2 separate regions of the Zea mays genome follow, and region 2 is linked to region 1. A link is a contact called in public Hi-C data. All regions are on one chromosome and are shown on one strand. The core of a region is the stretch at or near the end of the contact, and the rest is flanking DNA. Distances in the headings are between cores, read along the strand shown. Region 1 holds the start of LOC103639350 (transcription initiation factor IIF subunit alpha). Region 2 holds the start of LOC100274815.

Region 1 (5,354 bases), core at 1,847-4,346:
CAGCTCATCGCTGCACCAACTCGCAGCCTGCGCGCCCAACCACCAGGTCTCGTCTATACTTTTTGAACCCCCTGCAGAAGTCGAGATCTGGGTATGCAGTCCCACTGCACGGCCAAAGAGGGTTGTCTCCTTCATTCGGGCACCTGTCTTGGTGCTGGACAGACCCAACATAAGAACGGGCTGGTTCCTCCTCCACCTTTCATCCAACGTGAAGGCCGCAGTTCGGCTCTTTCCTTGGGATCCAGGAGGACAGGAGGACATAGTTGCAGTTCAAATTTATATTTTAGTTCCACAATTATTTTGTATTTTCGTCTTAAATAATAAAGGTAAGCCGAGATGTAAAAGGCTTAACCTTAAGTCGTGTCAGGTAAGTCTATGGCAGCTCGAGGACGAGCTGGTCCTCAAGGGAGGAGGAGATGTCATGGACATCATAGGGAGCGGTCACTCATGTGGGGCCGCACCTATGCGCGCCAAAAGCGAGAGGCCGCAGGGGCGCTGGCAGCAGCGCGTGCAAGGAAGGCACGGGCGCTGGCAGCAGCGCGCGCAAGGAAAGCATGGCAAAGGAAAGCGCGCACAAGGAAGGCATGGCAAAGGAAAGCGCGTGCAAGGAAGGCATGGCAAAGGAAAGTGACTGATTTGGTGGCTAAATTGATAGACCTAAATTGTAGGGGAGATAATTTCAATTAGTCACTTGCCTAATTAATGGTTGCCTAGTTGGTCAACCGGTGGCCTATATATAGGCCTGTACGCAAGAGACATAGGGGAAAGGAATATATTATCAAACCAATCTCTCTCTCTTGCAATGACTCTCAAGCGCCTAGGGCTGCTACCCTAGAACCAAGCCTGCGGCAGAGGGGTATAACCTCGCCGGAGAAGACAGCTATCCCCATGGACCGAAGGTCCATGACACCCGCACCCCTAGACTTGCAGGGCCTCCATATGCAGAATTTAGATCACAAACTCAACAAGATACATGATGGATTGAAGTCCGAGAATATGGGTATGGAAACATGGCATACAGTCTTTTCATTCTTCCAGGTGTGAAACTATGACTAGTTCTGAGGAATAACAATAAAATATGTGCCTTATAGTGCATGCAGAAATTCATGAAATCTCAGTATTAGCAAAAGTAATACTCATTCTTCCGGGTAGTATTTGATATGTATACACCTTTCTCAATTTCATCATCCAAATCAAATTCTATGTCGTTTCCACTATCCTCATAATCCTCGCCCATGTCCTTCATAGTAAGCCCAAGCCTGTTTTTCCTTGCAGCTCCCTCTTCTTCTTTGTCATCAACTTTGTCAGATTGATTTCCATTCTCATTCCTATCTCCTTTCTTGGGGTGAACACCGTTTGTTGCCCCTCTATTTACATCATCAAGCCTCTTCACAACTGAACTAAAGGCATCAGGTCCATTTGTAGCTGCCTTCATCATCCATCGTTCATACCCAGATGCACTGCTTCTCCTTCTATTCATTTTCTCTTCAGCTTCTTCCAAGGTCAGCTGTTTGTACTGTGCAATTTTACTGAAGTTGTACCTGATAGGGCATGAGAGACTGTAAGAACGCTCTAACAAAATTAAGAGAGCACTCATCTCAAAAGAAATTATACTAGGAGCTTACTGACACACAATTAGTAATGCCAAGACTTGATGAAATATATACAATTTAACGTACTTGAATCTTGCAAGCATGTATGTTCAGATGATGGATATATTCATTTGAAGACTAATAACAACAGAGGGAAGCAGAGAGTATAGTACCAGGAACCAACTTGAACAGCAATCATGTCATTGCCTTTTTGCGTAAGCGAATAGTATGTGGCAGGTGGATCCTCAGTTTGGCCCTGATACTGATGTTCCCCCGTCTCATCCTCCAGAATCCATGGCATCTTGCTGTAGTGCTTGTCCTGTTTTATCAAATGCGTGCACATGGTTTAACAGGGGAAACATCAGCTTATTGTCCGTAAGTTGCTATTGAACAGATATCTTCTAGCAATACATATTTGTCAACTGCATACTGCCAATTTGCAACTGATACGAGATGTCTGATAAAGCATAACTACTTTGCAGTAACTATTGTGTTATTTAGATTGATTGTGGATAATTAGAATTTACTCAGGTTCACCATTGTAACACTGTTTTCTATGTATGGTTAAGGACACTAATTGGGTGACAGAATTGTCAGGTCGTCCAAAGCAAAAGAATGGCAACTATGATCATCAAGCCAGTACCCGCATATTCCCAGTAAGCTGCTGTCCATGGGGGACATCCTTGCGAAGAGTCCATCTATTCCCTGCGCTCCTCTCATTCGATAAGGGCGGCAAGCCGGTGGTGAACCTGCCGATGTAGTGGGTCTTCTCCTTCTCCGCGGAGGTATCCACCCGGACATCGTACTCCTGCAGAGCGAGCGGTGTGAATAACGAGAAATCACCGGGGGAACAAACGATACGCAGATAGCTGCATCTGCATTGCTCGCCCGATTGCCAACGAGGAACTGCATTAGATGATATCTCGCATTAGAGACGGCGCGGGGCCGTACCGTACCCGGATGAGCCTGGTAACGGGGGCGCTGCACACGGTGCAACGCCCGCGGGCGAGCGCCAAGGTCATGCCACAGTCGGAGCAGAGCGTGGTGTGCCGGCACGACGTCGCGTAGAGTCCCGACGCTGCACCGCAGCGCTCGCACGCCGCCTTCAGGACCAGTTCGGCGGGCGCGACGCTCCCCATGCTTATGCCGCCGCCCGCGGTGTGCTCGCTACGTAGGGTTTGGTTCGTTTGGTTTGAGGCCATGTGGAAGGCGGCGTGGGCGCGTCACGCGTGGCGCTTTTAACGGCTGGGGTCGAAAACGGCAAGAACTGGTGGTTTAGTGGTTTCTACTTTCTCGTTTGGTTCGTTTCCGGCATCGCATGGGGCGGGGACGGAACGCTGCCCACGGTGCGTTCACGTGGGCCTTTCCAAGTTTTACAACCCGCGGAAGGTGTCGTCGGGCCGTGTGCTAATGATGGGCTAGGCCCCTAGGAAACCGAAATCATCACCGACTCACATTCATGGCTCGTTCACGGGGAACAAATCAGTATGGACTGTTTTCGGTTTTCATTGGCAACCACTACGCGAGAAGAGAGGAGACATGGGAAGAGTGAAACAGGAGGATGGAACAACAGGGCCGTGCCTGAGATTTCGGGAACCCTGGGCTAACTACGAGGTTATGGGTGTGATTGGTTGCTCGGATAGCCAGACACAGGTCTGTTGTGTGCATTGACCATGAACGGGTATGTGATTGGTTGTCTGTGCCATCCGGACGCAGCCTGCACGCGCGGAAGCAGGCCAGACGTTTTTCCAGCCCTCAGCCTGCACGCGCGGAGACACAGGAGAGGAGCTTCCCCGGTCGCCCAGGCCGGCGCGAGCATGGCTCGCATTGGCACTGCAACCAATCACGTAGTATATGAACTAAAATTTAGCGTATGTTATATTAGATGTTTAAATGATTATTATAAATATTAAATATAGTCTAATTATAAAACTAATTGTATAGTTAAAGACTAAGCGACAAAATAAATTTATTAATTCTAATTAATCAATGATTAGCAAATGTTTATTGTAGCATCATATGAGCAAATTATAAACCAATTAGGTTTAGTAGCTCTGTCTTATCGTTTAGTTCCTATTTGTGCAATTACTTTTATAATTAGACTATATTTAATATTTCTTACTAACATCCAAACATCCAATGTGACCTGCACTAAAATTTAGTTTTAGGAACGAAACGGGGCTATATATGTGCATTTGTATAATTATAAACACATATTTTGATGGACCTAATGGCAAACACAATTAGCTAGCTCTTGTCTTGTCTATGGTACACGCATATGTGTATATGTGAAGGTCGATCGTCGACAGCGTGTCCTGACGTTTGTAGTCATGTCCAGGCTATCTAGTCCTTTGGCGACATGGTGGCTGCACCGCCACATAAATTATGTTTTTTGGATGTTAGCAAGACATCAGAGGCTAAGCTACTCGCTTAGCATTGGACGATTGAACCGAACGAACACTGTTTAGAAAAATTAAATAACCAAATACTATACTTAAGTATATACTTGAGGGCCAGGGGCGGAGTCAGCCCTTATTTTGGGGTCAGCCGACCCCGGTAATTTTTTGAATATCTAAAAGAAAACGGTGTTAATAACAAAAGTTCTATAGTAAAGATCCAGTAGTTAATACTGATGACCCCGATAAAATATTTGCTAGCTTCGCTACTGTTGAGGGCCCTAATATTTTGAGGGCCCTGGACGGCCGCCCAGCTAGACCCCCTTAAGTACGGCCCTAGGAACAACATAAGTAAAATAACAAATAATATTTCGTACTCATGTTATGTTGTTTTAGCTAAAATAGACGACAGTAGCGTAGAAAAAACGTAAGAAAAATGAAACGGTGACGTAAAAGCCACGATAACATTTTTCAGTGATCGATACGGGATTTGGATCTTTTATAACGGCTTTGTAGCGAATTGTGTTATGCGATCTTAGATATTTAGACAATTAAAGTATATTTTAATCCAAAAATATTTAGCAAGAGGTTTGTGATGAGCTTATGGAGCTGATTGGATGTCCGCGCACTCGTGCACGGGTTCGAGAGGGTGGACAGGAGGGTGGCTAGCTCGATACGCACCATTTAGTTGTATCGGTATATACAACCAAAAAAACTTATCTTCATCTGCTTATGTGGCCCACGTTTCTCATACCCAGATAACCAACTATAATTTCAAATAAAGTTAACATATGCGGTGGTTCAGAATAAGACGATACGGACAACCAATCAGATGGTATATGTATGGACAAGTTCCAATAAAATTTTGATGGTTACAAGGATATAGGCAACCAATCAGATGGTATATGAGACGATATATGTATGGACAAGTTCCAATGAGAATTTTGAATGAGAATTTTGTATGGTTAGACTTTATTTTAATAAATATAAAATATATGTTTATATTGGTTGGTGAGTGTGAATAGGAGCCAACAATCAAGGTTTAAAATCTACTTGTGTATAATTTTATCTTATTTTTGTATAAAACAGAAAGGAGAAAGGTGACAGCAAGACTGAAAACTGATGCTTTATATAGTAATAAGAAATGTGCATGAACATGCTTGTTTGTGGATTCAAATGAGTCAACTAACAACACAACAAAGGTGGGTGTTGTATTTGTTTAAAAGTAAGTCCGTTCATCTTCCGATAAAAAAGAGAACAAGCTCGTATGTGGATTCAGGGAAATCATCACTACATGGAAAAGAGCAAGATGTACAGCACAAACGCACTATACTTCAACATAATACCTCCGTTCTCGAATATTTGT
Region 2 (4,723 bases), core at 1,809-4,308, 360 kb before region 1:
ACAGAATTGTTGTCCTGTTCACGGAGGAGGACAGGGCGAGGACCAAGCCGATCGAGCGCGTCGCGTTTCGACAGCAAAGCACCGGCGTTCCATTGGGCCGGCGAGACGTGACCTGTGTGTGTTGTGACCAACGGAGCGCCTGGTGCCAGTGCCGCCGCCGCCGCCGCCGCGCGAGTGTTCGCGTCGGACCGCAGCCGGTAGGGCCGTGTTGCCGTCGCACGCAACGACGCACAGATCTGCTGGCCGGCGGGCGCCATCCAATGGGGCGCGTTTCACGGTGCCGACGACGTGCCGTGGGGCGGGACACCGGTCGTTTTCTCGTGTGTGCCGCCTGTACGTGGCCATGTGGTCCCGATCCGCAAGTTGCGAATGGATTACGTAGTATATATAGGGTGGTCTCGACAACGTGATCCAGTAGCCTAGCCTAGCAGCCACAGTGATGTACGCACGCACGCACGGGTCACATTCTTTCCCTAGCCCGTACCGTACTGTGGTATGTGTTGCATTTATTTGGGATAATAAAAATCTGGCGGTTAGATTCGGATTAAAGCCAAGCGAAACTGCTTGAATAACGCCAGGTGCGGCACTAGGTAATCTATCGTCGGCCAAGGAAATTAAACGAATGAGAATCAACAAAAAAAAAAAAGGATCCTCTGTGTTCGCCCTGATGATCTGTACGTACAGGTAGTGTACAAGACAGACCGTGACGAAAACTGACGATCGGCGTCGAAAACGGACGATGCGTGTACTACTACTGTACTGTAACTTTGCAAGAACGGTCACGTGTGATGTTCTCCCATCACGATCCAAAAAACAAAAAAGTCGCGACCTTGTAGAACTAACCCTGAGAGGATTCTGCGGGCCGGGGACGGGAGAAAATCGCGCAAGCGGAATCAAAAGGGCATGTGCGGAAAAGGACGGCATTTGTCAAAACGATATAGATCTGCAGGTCGATCATGCTAGCTAGTAGTAGTACTTGAAACGCCCCCAGTTATATGATATGACACAACCTCTCCAGATCTCTCGTACCCGCCGCTGTACCCCCATATGGCAAAAAGTCTGTGCTTCCCTCGCAAGCAAACCCAGGTGGAAAAAAAAAATGTAAACCAAAGAGCCCGGCCGCGCGCTGCAGCTGGCGATCTCCTCGATCGAGCAAAACCGATGGAGAACTCCGCTAGTTGTTGATCGATGCGCCTTTCGATTCGCAGCGGAGGCACCACTGTTGGTGGATGGATGGATTAGGCACCAACCAACTAACCTCGATTAATCAACGCCGATCGCCGACACATCCATCCTTTCTCCCGTGAAAAGAGCATGTGGTGGCCATGGGTAGTAGTAGTCTCTTTATTATCCTTTTGAATTCTTGACCTGTTGTTTATTAGTCTTTTCTATTTGTGCTCACGCACTGGCGGTTTTCCTTCTCTGACCGAGTGAAATCCGGGCGCGTTTCTTTGGCGTAGCTTGGACAGGTGCAAGGCAAGGGGGAGAAAAAAAAAGGAACTTGTCCTGCGGATCCCAGTTCCAGGTAATGGTTGGCTTGGACGGCAAGCAACAGGGAAGGAACGCGCGGTGGCACTGGCCCATCAGCCACTGGAGTCGTCTGAACATACGCAGCAGATAGATGCCTTCCTGCCCGCCTGCCTGCTGCTCGGGACCACCGTCCGGTGGGAGCGGGCCAGCAGCACATCCGATCGTGATGCAGCATTTCAGTACGTGTGCTCGCGCAGGCAAGCTGTGTGTGTGTGGCAGCGTGGCAGGTGTGGACGAGCTCTTCTACTTCTACAATTTTTTTTGTCTATACAAATTAAATCTGCACCAGTTCGAATAACTAGATTTAATCTAAAACGAACTGCGTGGTGGTCGTGGGGTGGTTGACCCCGGTCGGTGCTATTAAGATATGACTGCTGAGCCGGGAAGGGTAACACGGATAAAAGGCAAGATTAGGGATGGAAACGAGACGAGCTCGGCTCAACCATCCGAGCCAACGAGACTGATCATAAACATGAACTCGCTCTCTAAAATATAATATAAAATATCAAAAATAATTTTAGTAACATATTTTAATTAGTAATATAAATATTACTAATATAATATAGAAAATAGGTTAATTTTAGTAATCTTAAAAAACATAAACTAATTGTCTATTTAGACTAACACTACATATAAGCATACTAATTGAAATTTTATGTAATAAATTGTTGTTGGGTCGAGCCACAAGTCAGCTTGTGAGCCGAATCGAACCGAGCTGACTCGCTTTTTTCTCGATCTAGAAAATAAGCTCGACTCGAACTTATTCTAAATAATGAGTCGAGTTCGAGCTTTTTTTCTAGCCTAGACGGGATCACATCGAACCAGGTTTCGAAAGTATGATAGCATCTCGCAATAATAAAAACCGATGGCCAATGGAGAAGGGTGAGGCCGTCCGCATCGTATGCCGCGCCATGCCCCTTCCCCTAGCACTGTATACGCGTAGGGAGCCTCCTACGTGCTACAACGCTAGGGGAGGCCGCGCCGCTCTCCCAGATTAAGGGGAGCATTGTAGCGCCTCCTTGCACAGTGTTTCTCTATTTAATAGTTGAAAAAATAGTAATAAAAGATGAATAGGGTTAGAAAATTATATTTTATAGTTGTAGGGATATAGAGGGATAATATATGAGGAACCGTTGCAGGAGATGAAAAAAGTTAGGGGGTGAAATGTTAATCATGTGACTAAAAAATGATATAGGAGCAAAAATTTAGAGGTCACGACTGCGGATAGTCTGATGCTAAAACTACTAAACTAGATTATATACACTGCACAAGGCTGAGTGCTTAGCGACCGACTACCGAGTACTGTATGGAGACGGCTACACGCACGAAAGAATCCGAAAAGGGGTCTCCGCGCCGCGCGCGGGCGTGGCAACCACGCATGGGCCAGCCAGAGGGCGGCGATCCCCCACCTCCCTCCCAGGACAACACCAGTGAGTCATCACATTCCCACCGGATCCCGGAAGCTTTTTCCACACGGCAGCCGGGCAGCGTCTTCCTTTCTCATGTACTAGCAGCCTCTAGCCCCCTACCAGTACTAGCAGTGGCGCAAAAACTTTTTTATTACAACTTCCCGGCAGGACCCGTTTCGTTCGGTCCAAGTCTCCAACCCCTAGCAGCCCACCCACATACAATTCCGTTTGCCCGGGTCCTCTCCTCGCCCGCGACCGCCGTTTGACTCCCGGACCCGACCCACTCCCACCAATCGGAGGCAAAGATCGCGTGAAATCCCGGGTCTCGCGCGCCCATTTCAGCCGGACGCTGACCAAGACAACCCCGGCGATCCCCACACCCGCACACACAAAGACGCAGACCACACAACGGCTCGGCAAGCGGCAGCAAGCCCAGACCAGAGCGAAAACCCACCGTTCCAGCACCCGATTTTGAACCACCGCGACACTCCCAAGTCCCAACCAAATCTACGACCCCTCCGACCGAAACGAGATCTCCGCCTCCCCTCACGGAAAGGAAAGAAACGCTCTCCCCCCGGGGCAAAGGGAACCGTCGCCGCGTCGCGGAAAACTGAAGCGGGGCACAGGAGGAGGAGAGGCCGAGGCAGGGAGAGGGTTCCGGCGGCGATGGAGCGGTACAACCCCTCCGAGGTGTACGAGCTCTTCGTGCGCCACATGAACAACCCGAGGTAAGGGAGGCCGGGAGGCCAATTCCACCTATTCTTTTTCCCCCCTGCGGTTCTCTTTCTTCGATGCATCCTTCGATGGAGCGGTCACTGATCGGTCTGCGATGCCGCCGCAGGGTGGTGGTGGACAACGGCGCGTGCGCGACGGCGACGCTGGTGCAGGTGCACAGCGCGAGGAAGCACGGCGTGCTGCTCGACGCGGTGGCGGCCCTGTCCGACCACGGCGTCTGCGTCCGCAAAGGCTACATCTCCTCCGACGACGGCCGCTGGTTCATGGACGTCTTCCACGTCGTCGACGCCGCGGGCGGCAAGGTGGCCGACGCCGGCGCCCTGCTGGCGCGCCTCGAGTCCTCGCTCTCCGCCGACGCATTGCCGCCCCGCCCGCCGCCCGCCGCCGCGGGGGCCGGGACGCCCACCCTGCTCGAGCTCGTCGGCGCCGACCGCCCGGGCCTCCTCTCCGAGGTCTTCGCCGTGCTGCACGACCTCCGCTGCGGCACCGTCGACGCCAGGGCCTGGACGCACGCCGGCCGCGTCGCCGCGCTCGTGTTCGTGCGCGACGAGGAGACCGGCTCGCCGATCGACGACGCGGCGCGGGTCAGGCGCGTGGAGTCCAGGCTCCGGCACGTCCTCCGCGGCGGCGCGCTCGGCGCGAGGATGGTCCGGGCAGACGCCTCCGCCGTCAACATGGACCGGAGGCTCCACCAGCTTCTCAACGAGGACGGGGAGGCCGGGAGCCGCGCCGACCGGGCGGAGTCGGAGGCGGAGGCGCCCACGCCCACAGCGGTCGCCGTGCAGGATTGGGTGGAGAGGGGGTACTCGGTGGTGACAGTGAGCTGCCGCGACCGGCCCAAGCTGCTCTTCGACGTCGTCTGCACCTTGACAGACTTGGATTACGTGGTGTACCACGGCACGTTCCACACAGACGACGATCACGCCCGCCAGGTGAAGCTTCTAGGCGTTTCTTTCTCGGCTGATCCCCAAAGATTTCTTTCCTGCTATTACTGAATCTAGGGCCGCCATTACTGAATTTTTGTCGCGCTGAGTTCTTGAGCTGGAGGA

What was found. Hi-C and Micro-C count contacts between places; a contact is called where the count stands out from the background.
Region 2: a Hi-C map of endosperm shows a contact between it and region 1, with 2.4 times the contacts expected there. The contact joins the promoter of LOC100274815 here to the promoter of LOC103639350 in region 1. A contact is called at or near these places in 2 of 25 Hi-C or Micro-C datasets (endosperm and tassel).

Annotation. Positions count from the first base shown.
Region 1 is chr9:148,414,695-148,420,048 of Zm-B73-REFERENCE-NAM-5.0, reverse strand. It overlaps LOC103639350 (transcription initiation factor IIF subunit alpha), which reads right to left and starts at 3,096. Exons shown (of 9, transcript XM_008662113.3): 1 at 2,549-3,096; 2 at 2,236-2,400; 3 at 1,766-1,911; 4 at 1,171-1,541. The coding sequence starts at 2,794. LOC100281549 (serine palmitoyltransferase 1) reads right to left here. Exons shown (of 13, transcript NM_001154468.2): 13 at 5,343-5,354.
Region 2 is chr9:148,770,884-148,775,606 of Zm-B73-REFERENCE-NAM-5.0, reverse strand. It overlaps LOC100274815, which reads left to right and starts at 3,058. Exons shown (of 4, transcript NM_001349177.1): 1 at 3,058-3,667; 2 at 3,781-4,606. The coding sequence starts at 3,606.